Regions from separate parts of the Arachis hypogaea genome. Here region 2 is linked to region 1. A link is a contact called in public Hi-C data. All regions are on one chromosome and are shown on one strand. The core of a region is the stretch at or near the end of the contact, and the rest is flanking DNA. Distances in the headings are between cores, read along the strand shown. Region 1 has its middle 25 kb from the start of LOC112725195. Region 2 holds the start of LOC112722382.

The links. Hi-C and Micro-C count contacts between places; a contact is called where the count stands out from the background.
Region 2: a Hi-C map of leaf shows a contact between it and region 1, with 2.3 times the contacts expected there. The contact joins the promoter of LOC112722382 here to the enhancer-like site in region 1. A contact is called at or near these places in 3 of 8 Hi-C or Micro-C datasets (all in leaf).

What each region holds. Positions count from the first base shown.
Region 1 is chr11:112,982,246-112,988,113 of arahy.Tifrunner.gnm2.J5K5, forward strand. No RefSeq gene overlaps it. Among protein-coding and RNA genes, the nearest start is that of LOC112725195, 25 kb to the left of the region's middle. Within about 2 kb of position 2,171, at least 2 of the 3 cell types and tissues checked have open chromatin away from gene starts, as enhancers often do.
Region 2 is chr11:113,042,959-113,048,826 of arahy.Tifrunner.gnm2.J5K5, forward strand. It overlaps LOC112722382, which reads left to right and starts at 2,894. Exons shown (of 12, transcript XM_072207088.1): 1 at 2,894-3,152; 2 at 3,518-3,601; 3 at 3,745-3,802; 4 at 3,999-4,042; 5 at 4,211-4,274; 6 at 4,506-4,574; 7 at 4,711-4,778; 8 at 4,860-4,965; 9 at 5,260-5,394. The coding sequence starts at 3,043. The coding sequence ends at 4,767. LOC112724012 (a long non-coding RNA gene) reads right to left here and starts at 2,935. Exons shown (of 5, transcript XR_003163270.3): 1 at 2,276-2,935; 2 at 2,085-2,144; 3 at 632-820; 4 at 458-527; 5 at 1-275.

The sequences.
Region 1 (5,868 bases), core at 921-3,420:
GGCTAAAGCAAAATGGAAAGCGGAGATGACCGCAATGAAAACAAATACTGCAGGACTTCATGCAAAGGAAGGATGAGGAGAAGCATGACAAGACAGAAGCTTTGCAAAAGAAGGCTGAGGAAAGCTACCTTCGTGCCTTTGGGGAGAAGCTCGAGTTAGATGGGTTGCTCAAGGAGTTGAGGCAGAAGTATGAGAAGTTAGAGGATGCTTCTGTCAAGGGTCTGGAGGAAACTGTGGAGAACCTTGAAGCCCAATTCCAGGTTCTAGTGCCCGACCTAGATATCTCGTCGGTAGGTCAAATTATTTTTATTCCCAATGACGACAAGACCGTCCAGTCTGAAGATCCTAAGACCTTTATTGTTGCTCCTGTTGAGGAACCTTCCCAACCTCCTGAAAACTAGGCTGCTCCCTAAACTTAGTTTCTTTTCTTTTCTTGCATTTGTTAAGTTGACAGTCTGAGTTATGGGCCTTTTTAAATAATCGTTATATTTTGGATATTCTTTACTCCTTTTTCGGGCTTATTGATTTTGTTTTTACCTTTTCAAGTTTGTGTTATTTTGCTTTTCTTATTATTTTATGATTTTTGCATCATTTTTATAATAAGTTTCGCAATGCTAAGTTACTTTTGCAATTTATTTTTATAGCCTGTATAACTCATTATTTTTGAATTGTTTAAAAACTTATTCTAATTTGCTTGTATAACTACTATACAACAACTCGGATCTCATCACTTCATCATGCTGATCATAAGAGGTCGGTCATGATTGTCACGTTTTGTCGATCTTGAGTTGGTACAATAAAAACGGAACACATAGAAAAAATATACTTTATTAATCAAAATAAATTACAAACTTACAAGTTGCTATTAAGAGTTTTTGAGTTTTAACCCTAGCCTTTACTACGATGCCTCGTTAAAATTTTCTCAAAAAAATCCTTTAAAAAAATTCATGAAATCGAAAAAAAGAGTACAACAGAAAACAAAATTCGCTTACTAGCTATAATATCGCTTCACATATTGCAAGCATGCCACAACCTAAGTAGCTCATTTTCTTTTAAGTCTGACACCTTGTAGTATGCTTTCTCCAATAACAAATGCTATGATCGAACAAGTGTTATCTAAATTATTTTATAATTCAAACACCATCTTTATACGTTGTTAAATATATAGATTTAGTTAGTATATAGTTACCATGTGTTTTGAGAGTATATTTTAAAAGTATAATAACAAAATTTTTTAAAATTTTTGATGTATTTAATGTATTAAAAATATAAAAAAATTATTTTTTAATAAAATATTTTTTATAATATTCTTTAAATGTGTTTTTAAGACACATATTAATAAAATTCTAAATATATTTATATATATAACCATTTATTTATCGCTAATTATTTTTTATATTGCAATTAGATTTGTGTAATACGTTGAAATGATACTTTAGATGTGTAATCCACATATATGAGTTTTATAACGATATCCACAAAAATCGTTGATCACGTTTTGAAAAGAAATCGTTACTGACAATTTCAGTAAAGAGAAAGAAGGTGAAAGAATAACCAAGAACCATTGAATTATTGATCAACGGTTAAAATCAATTTAAGAAATTAAGAAGACTACCGATTTTACTAATTCTAAAAAAAAATTATCCTACTTTAAATCGCTAGTCTTATTTTTATTTATTTTTTGTCATACTTTAAATCGTTAATCTTATTTTTATTTATTTTTTGTCTTTTCCTAAAATCATTAATCACAAATTTTTGTGATATTAACAACCCTCATATCAGTATATTACATCAAATTAGTAGAATATCAATGTATTACACCGTTTATAATATCCAAAAAAATTGGCCTCTATTTATCTCAATTTTCGGGCTTAAACTTTTAGAGCAAGTAAATTTATTATATAGGATAAAGTTTTCTATAACCCTAACTTCAATTCTTATCGCCTCAAAGAAAAGACAATAAAAAATGGGACACGAGCTTTCTTTTAGTATTTTTATTCTTGTGTCTTGTCTTGAAACAAAATATGATTCCCTTGTACAAAAAAAAACATGTCAAATATTAAGAAAATCTTGTCACGAGCGTCGCCTTGAAATTATGAAATACATAGACTGAGGTTGGGGCAGATCTGTTCCACTTTCCCACGCGCCTCCGGTGCGCGTGATAGTTCATACGAATTCATAACATCTTACGTTGGTTTTGTGTCATTCAATCTGCACCACTCATCAAAACCAGGATCATTTAAGAGATGAGATCCCACTCCTTCTTATGTATGTGGTCCATGCCAATAATGCCACGACAACTTGGCCTTCCCCTACACATTTCACGTTGAAAGTGAAATCCACTAAGTATGTACTACTACATTTTATATCTTATTATTACAACAAATGAAATAATCCACTACAATAATGATGTTAATTCTTTGTTAGGGTATTATACAATAATGTAGAGATGGAGCATATTGTGATTCTAGTTATGATTATGAAAGAACATATATAGGGGAAGAAGGGGAAAGAAAAGAAAGGAGTTTTTGCATGCAAAGAGAAAAATGAAGGGATAATGATTGGAAGTGGGAGTGATGTATTGGTAGTTGTCAAACATGGGATGCATGTCGTTGCTGATTCTGTCTCTTTCACCGCTCTAATGCTAATGCAAATGCAATAAACCTCTCCTTTTTACCTTTTCAATTCCATCTATATCCTTGCATAATTGCATTATGTTCTTGCCAACAAAATCATGCATACACCAACTTCACAAAACCATAATTTATCGGTAAGGTAGCCCTTTTTATTCAGTTTTTGGAAACATTAGGAATGAAGCTAGCTTTGAACTTAATCATATATATATATATATATATATATATATATTTCCATGTTAAGTAAGGCTTATTTTCATTTTATAGTATCATCTTGTATTCTTGTTTATGTTTGTAACGTTTTTATGTTAAAGAACTTTGTTAATATAATAAATTTGAAAATTAACCAATAATTGAATATTAAAAAAGAATATCTAAGATTTAAAATTTATGATTTATAATTTAAAATTTAAGATTTAAGGTTTAAAATTTAAGGTTAAGAATTTAGAATATATAATTTAGAGTTTAGAATTTAAGATAATCACATAGGGTGGGTGGTTGACGACGGCAAGTGATGGTTGGTGGGTAGATAAAATTGTGGTATTAAGAAGAAGGATAAGAAGTAAGAAAAGGTAAAAAGATAATTTAAAAGAGATGGTTAGTAATTAAATTTGTTTGTTTATCGGCTAAAAGTTGATTTTTTTTTTTTTTCCTTAGCCATCTTCCTAACTGAGTTCATAAAATTTGTCTGAAATTTTGAAAGCTTCCTTTTACGTGTGCGAAATTCTGCCCTTATTGACATGATTAATAAATCGATATATATCTAAAATAATATATACTTAAAAGTTTACATATATATAAAGAGATAGCATTAAAAAAATTTGTGCCGCTGTAAAAATTGTTATATATTGTTCATATCTGGTGTATATATATAATAAGGTCTAAAATGAATAAAAGTCTATTCAAAAAGATTGGCCTTATCTACATCTATCCGATTTTATATAGATTGGACGTAACGAGAAACAATTTAGTTCTATTTATTTGAAAAAGTAACTAACTCCTAAAATATATTGTATTTATTTAAAAAAGAGATCTCAATAACTTCCTTACAAAAAAAGAACAATTATCTACTATCGATCAAATATAAAACTACTCTAAAAAATGATTATCTACTCTACTATAAATAGACTGACACCTTTAGATATATTTAGAATTATATTATATTATATATATATATATATATATATATATATATATACAAAAAGTCAAAAGATTATTGAGAATTAACCTTAAGTTTTTCATCTAACATTTAGACAATATTTTTTTCTCTAACTTTTATTTTCCTTTTTATAACAACAGCTCAAGCATCTCTTACTTATTCTCTATTTTGTTGACTGATTTTTAGAAGGAAAAAAAAGGTAATTAATTCTCTAATATAAGTTGTTGGATTCTAAACTTAGATATTCTAGCCTTTATAAAATTTGGTACAAATGATATTTGTAATAAGTGATTGTAATTTGTAATTCAATAATTTACATTGATAAAATTTATTTTATAAAAATATAAATAACATAATTTTATTTACACTTACATTGATGCCCGTTTAACCATAACTCAAAAATTAAATATAAATGATAAAATAATTTTTTTGTTTTTTATAATATCTTTTAATCTGGAGAAAATTTCATTTCTTTTTCTTGAAAAATGCTAAAATGATACTCTCCTCTCTTTTATTTGTAAAATATGCATTTTTCTCCCTTATAACTTTTAAAAAACCTGCTCTTTAATTCATTTTAAATTTGTTGTGTTAACTAACATTAACTTTATCTATTTTTCAAAAAAAAAATTTATTTTTTACAAAAATATCCTTTAGCAAAAATTTTATTTTTTTGTCATTAAATTTTAGGGGTAAGTATTGTTTTGGTCCCTAACGTTGAGGGTGAGAATCGAAAACATCCCTCATCTAATTTTCGATTTAGAATCGTTCTTAACGTTTTTTTCGTATTAAAATCATCATTTTTAATTTTTTTTATATTATTCTTAAACTACCCTTATTTTAATAAAAAAAGTTATGAAATTTTCAAAAAAAATAAAAGAAAACGTGTTGGGGGCGGAGGGTAAGAAAATGCATCGGGGAGGGGGGGAGGAAAAGGGTATACGAAGGGGAAGGGGGAGGGAAGGGAGGGGAGGGGAGGGGAGGGAAAGGGGAAAGGGAAATGGGAAAAGGATGAGGGGGAGGGGGAGGGGGACGGCGCCGGCGAAGCTTGGAGCTGCCGTCGCCGTCGCCGTCGCGAGCCAGGGAGAGAGCCTCGGCTTCTGCACCGCCGCGTTCTCGCCAGTGCTTCTCACCGCCTCGCCACTTCGCCGTTGCTCCTCGTCGCCTCGCTGCTTCTGCTTCTTGCTTCGATCTCTGTTTCTGCTTCATCTTCTGCTTCTTCTGGGTTTGCTTGAGTGCTTCTGCATCTTCTGCTTCCTCTTCTACTTTCTACCTCTGTTTGAGTGCTTCTGCTTCTTCTGGGTTCTACTTCTACATCATTATTGTATGTTGATTTGTTAAATCTGATTTTGATTTGTTGAATCTGGATTTGAATAATGAATTTATTCATCATAATCTTTACTTTCCTAATATGGTTTTGTTGGTTTTGTTCTTGTTATGATTTTTTTATTTCTGCTTCTGCTTCTTGGTTTTGTGCTTGAGCTTTTGCATTTGTTTTATATTGATTTTTTATGCTTTCTACTTCTGCTTCTGCTAGTGCTGGGACTGGTGCTGGTAATGGTAATGGTAATGGTAAAGGTGTTGGTAGTGGTGAGGGTATTTTTGTCCGAAACAAATTAAAAGGACGATTTTAATACGAAAAAAAACATTAATGACGATTCTAAATCGAAAATTAGATGAGGGACGGTTTCGATTCTCACCCTCAACGTTAGGGATCAAAACAATACTTATCCCTTAAATTTTTCTTACCAAAATACTTTATAATAAATTATTTTTTTATTGATTAAATTATATTTTTACCAAAATATATTTTAAAAAATTTAATAATTAAATTATTTTTTAAGATACTTTTCAATAATTTTTTAATTATTAAATTGTGATTTTACCAAAAAAAATTTTAACAATTATTTTTATATTTTACTATTAATTTTTTGATATCAATATATATTATTTTAACATTAATAAAAAAAATCTTACCACTGCTAATATGTATAAAAATTAATATATATTTATATCGAAAAATAATCTTACCAAGATTTTACCAACTAGAAACTAGAGTTCCGTGTTTTCCAACTAACA
Region 2 (5,868 bases), core at 1,644-4,143, 61 kb after region 1:
ATGGAACCAAAAGGTGATCAGCCAAAAAGTAAACAAAACCGTTTAATTAGAATCACTTTTTGAATAATATGTTTGAAAACTGCTCCTGGGATCACGGAGCACAAACCAAAACCCGATTTTTTATGGAGCCCAAACACATTTTGGCTGGTTTTTGGCTGATATGCTTTTGGTTCCTGGTTGTTGTCTAAAATTTATAGTTCAATAACTCTGCTTACTTTTAATTCAAATTCCCCAACTGAACTTGAATCACATATTGTGTTGAGCAAGAACTCCACCTACAAACATATTGAATTACAGGTCGAATTAGAAGATGGAAAACTGAATATAGACTTAAAATCAGTGGCCACATAATCATGCAAGATGCAGAAGATAAATCCAACAAAGTAGCTAAATCACCATATAAGGTCAAAAGACGAGGACCAAATAAAAAGAAGATGATTATACACAAAGTACTGACCTCATGAAACTTAGTGACAAGCTCACTCGTCACACCAGAAGAATGAATATCTTCAGAAGAATCTTCTAACCTTGTAATAGATGTTATGTATTGTCATCAATAAAAGCATGTCATGGAAGCCAAGATAAAAGTTTTTGCAAGAAGTATTTAGAAGAAACAAATGAAACAACTTACATTGGATCTCTATTGATTGAGCAGTAGATGCAGTTAAAGATTTAACTGACTGTTGCTGCATAACCAAAGTAGTGTGCTGCACTGGCTTCCTACTGATCCAACTTTTTGTACCAAATCCTTGCAAGAATCCAACTCTTCTTCCATCAAATTGCAAGTTCAATAACTTATTATTTGCGGCCCCTAAGCTACCTGTATATAAATAAATGACACAAATTATATGTGTATATTTAAATTCTAACTAGGACATTCAGTAAGACACACAGGACAAGCTTCTAGATTGCAAACCCAACATTGACGAATTGGAGACAATGTTCTTTCTCAAACGAAGATGGAAAGATACTAATGTCTAGTGGCAATTCAACAATAACCTGGTTCCTTTATAAATGAAGTTAGTAATCTGGATAGAAAGTGTTTTGAACCAAAGGCTGCTTACCCTAAAAATTAATTAAAAGACGATAATTTAAATTTTAAAGCTGAATCCAAATAAATTAGATTCTAATTATGATTGCTTCATTAGAATAACTTTCTGATTGGTCATGTTGTTTTACTAAGAAAATAAGAATGCAAACTCAATTGTGACTCCCAAAAAAATAAATTTAATATTGAGTAACGAGAAACCAATGAGCATATATAAGAAGTCAAATCAAAACCCATTTTTGTATTTGGGTTAAGGCACCCAAAGAACACATTATGCATGGATTCCTAATCCTAATCCAAATGAAGTAGTTGGGGCATGCATGCATCAAATTTCAAGACTTTAATGGGCAGCCAAGCTCCACAATCTGTGAGAGTTTAAAGAAGAACAGCAAAAGGAGCAGGCATGAAAAGTAAAGCAGAGAAGTGAAAAATAAAGTGAGGAGAAGAAAGCAGGAAGAGGACTCACATGAAGCCATTGGAAGGAATTAAGAAGAGAAAATTGATCGGAGTTAAGGATTGATTTGAAGGAAAGAAGTTACTTCTGGAAGAGGAAGTAATGTACATATATCAAAAGGACCTTGCTCTAAAAGTAATTTATGTTAAAAAAATAAAGAGACAACCTGAGTATGAATGAAATCTTTGATGGCTGAGGTTTATTATATGATGCCAAAGACCAACCATTCATGCTCAGGCAAGTCCGAAGATGCTTCTATAAGTGACTAAAAACAAAGGCCTGAAGCCGGAATATCAATTGCAAAATTAATAAATCTAATTAGCATTGAACCAACAAACTAATGTCTTAGGGATTAGACTAAACACATTCACAGGGATGAACATGTTACAACTCAGTCAATTAAACTTATTTACTTGTTAAAAAGATAACGTAAAATGGAACAAAATAAGAAAGTTCAAAATATCTACTAATGACATAAAATTAAAGATGATTAATTCACTAGTGCAGTGCTGCGCACTAACTAATTAAAAGAGCATCTTAATCGAACAAGTGACTAGTGCAACAAAAGCTTCAGTTTCTTACGTCAAACCTGCTACCAAACGTAAAGCAAACTACACCATGAATCACCATTATCTTCAGAAACTGCAATAACAAGGTTAGTTAGACAGTGCATTAACCTTGACATAAGCAAAGATGTTGTAATCAACTTATACAATAAAATAGAGAAAACAAGAGTTGGAAAAATAAAATTGAAAATGGTTCTACTTACTAACCTGAGGGTCATTGTTGTGTTTATCAAATATCAACAGCCTTTGTTTTATTCCAATGGTCTCTAATCTGTGCAACTGTGTCGCTGATGAGGGTGAGAGAGGCGACGATTGAATCACCTTAAAAGGTTTATCTTCAATATAAATTGGATAATATTTTTTCTATGTCCTGCCAAAATCTATTGTAAACTATTACCTTGTAACAATCTATATAAATCAACTAGATAGAATTTTGACTCTAATATTTAAACTAATTTTTATCATGACTACAAGTAATCAATAATCTGAATCCAAATTGAGTTTTGATTTTTCTTGGCATGATACTACAATAAAAATATTTATTTAATCACACTTTTTTAAGCTATATTTAAAAAATATAATCTATTTACGTTTTTTCGTATTATTATTTTATAAAAAAGTAAAAAATATAATTATACCATTACTTAAAAAATATCTCTTTAAATATTATAAATATAAATATTACTTATAAAGCGTAGTCTTATTTAAAATTCTTAATATCTAATTATCTATAGTTGCACTTTTTTTACCAAAGAGTACATTTTAAAGAATAACCTTTTCCTTATGTTTTGGGTGCTCTTTAAAAATGTTGCCTAATATAAAAGCACCAAATAAGACAATAAATCAGAAAGCGGAAGCACGGCAAGAAGAAGAGAGGAGAGGGGAAGGAAGGAAAGAAAGGACGACGCCGGCTAGGGCTTCGCTGTCGTCGTCGAGCGCCAGTGACAGAGAGCTCGAGGAAGAGAGAAAACGCGATGGAAGAGAGAAGAAGGGGGTGCTCCGTCGCCGCTGAAGCTCCACCGCCACTGCTAGGGGTTGCTGTGCCGCCGCGAAGGAGCTCGAAGGGAGTACTCTCTGTCACCAGGTAACCATTCTCTGTTCTGTATCCTCTCTTTCTCGCTCATTCTCTAAGTCGCTCCCACTTTTCAGTTCGAAGGTGTGTATGGTTTTGATAGTGATGATGAACTGCAATGGCTAATTGAGATAGAGAAGGTATATATTAATTTTCAATTGGTTCTGTGAATTTTTGGGAGTTTTGGGTTCTAATTTTAGGTTTTCTAATTTTCTAATTAGTTGTTGTTCTTATATTGTTCCATGTTTTTACTATCGTAATTTTGGCGTCAAGCAAAGGATAGATTAAATGGACTTTTCATCTTATTTCCCCAAATAATAAAGGGGTCTACTCTGCTCTCTAATTGATCTCATTGTAGTTGATTGGTGTCATTTCAGGCCACAAGCAGAACTAGATCGCTATTTGGAAGCTTCACAAATTAGGGAGAGAGCAGTTGACAGGATTAATAATGTTATTGGAACGTATGAATCAATTGTTTGTACCTTATATTTCTTCAGGGTTTTATTGTTAGATCATTTCTCTTGGTATATAGCTTCAATCTATTGTGCTTTATTGATTATAATCCTTTTTCTCTTTTAATTTGTGTAGTTCCCATTTCTTCCAGATACAACGATTTGAGGCTCAGAATATTTTCTAAACACCCAGATTTGTTCCCTGAAGAGGTGAGTATCATTCACTGGAAGAGATCAGACTTTTAAAGAAAGTACTGATGTTTCAGAGGAAGTGGTATTCTCTTTCTCCTTACCACTGAATCAAAATTCTTATTTCTTAATTAATTGGTGGATTCCTTATTGCGTGCAATGATGGTATTAGGGGTAGTGCTAATTTTACTACCTCCTTCTTCAAATGTCAATGCAGTTTGAGCATTTTGATGATTTCACTGTAGCTTCTTCATGGGAAAGGTTTGTTTATCTTTCGAGCCCTCTTCGTTCAAATTTGCATGAAATCTCAATTACAAGAACACTTTATAGCATTACTGTAAGAGAAATGGTTCTTTGTGTTGAAATGATGCTACTCTACTGTCATGATAACATTATTCTTTTATGTTACTTAATAAATTTATTTTGTAGGTTCATTTCTAAAATTGAGGCAATTTGTCGTCTCTGGATGGCTGATGGTCCTAATAATTTATTGGTATGCTTAGTTAATTTCATGTTTCAGGATTTGAATTTAAGAAATAACTTTCTTTTTAAATAAATTATGTTTGATTTGGATTATCTTGTGGTAAATACAGTTTGTTTAGTTGCTGCTAGTATGAATATTGAAATCTCGTGGTAAGATATTATCAGTTTAGTATACCAAGTGTGTTTTCCTATTCTTTACTGTTTTCTATTAATGGAATTTTGCTGTTTTCTTTGATTCTAGGAAAAAGGTGCAATTCCCTTGGAGAATTTCAAAAACTCATACAAGATCAAATCTGAACTGCAATATGAGGTGAAAAGTTATTGCATGGAGTACTATTTTGAAATAAAAACTGGTGCTAATTTTGACTATCTTTTTTGTTTGCAAATGTTTGGTTGGTTTTGAGGACTTGTTTTTGTTTATTTGTTTTGCCTTCTGGGTGATGCAGGCAAATCGTTTGACTGGAATTTTACTTTTCATGATCTGCAGTTATGTTTTGGTGTAAAGGAATTTTTGGTATGGTTTAACACTCTAATTTTTCATTGGAAGATTAATGTTTTCACTGAGTAACTGCTTGCTTGTCTTGTATATCGCTAGCTCATTGCTCCTCAAAGTGCAAGTGGTGTAGTTCTTGATGCACCAGAGGCTAGCAGGCTGTTGAGTGCTGTTGCAATTGCTTTGTCAAATAGTTCAAGAGACTATGGTGGGTTTCTTTTCCCTCTAATTGCTCAAGATCTCTTCACTTGTCTATCTTAAATGAAGTGATCTGACTTTTTAACTTGCTTCTAACTTTATACCCATGTCAAATGGGAAGCAGCCCAGTATTTCTTTCTACACTCCATGTGATGGAATATATCTTTCTAGCTAGAACGAGTTCTTATGGATTTTGTGCTGGAGTTGTAGATTTTCTGTTCTTGGTATTAGATTTCTTTGTTTTCTCTTTTCAAATAGGATATCATGCAAAGCTTATTTTTGTGTTTATAATGTAACTGTTTAGGATGCTGGTTTCAATCGTAATCATTCCAGTGAAGTTTCTTCTCCAGTTGCTGGGCACCTTCCAGGTTATATGGACTATCAAGTAGGAATGAGACCACAGATCTCTGTTGAGAGAAAATGGGCCCTCGGGCTTCAGGTGCAGTGTTTTACTTGGCTATTTAGTAGCATTTACACAACTGGATTTAGTGATATGCAGTTTCTATTTTGCTTGTTTTATTCAATTGATGCCATCAATAAATAATAAATTAATGATGATTTCTTGCTGTTAGAGGAAATAATAGTTTTATCAATGTCTGTGATTGTCTAACTGGTTCCAGATCTCTGGTTAGTTTAGGGAATTAGAATTGTTGATTAAACGTGTTCCTTATACAATTCATTGCTTGTTGTCTTTATCGTGTTTAGTTATGCAATGTTATCAGTTTTAAAGGTATATAAAGACAATACAAAATTTGTTTATGGTGATGATCAATCACTTTAATTCTATATATGCTCACATGACTTTAATTCAGAAAACAACTCCAATAGAGGTTGCACTGCAATTGGATATCAATGTCCCTTGTCTTGATAGAATTGCTTTTTTCGATGATATTTTTCTCTTTTTAGTATCGTT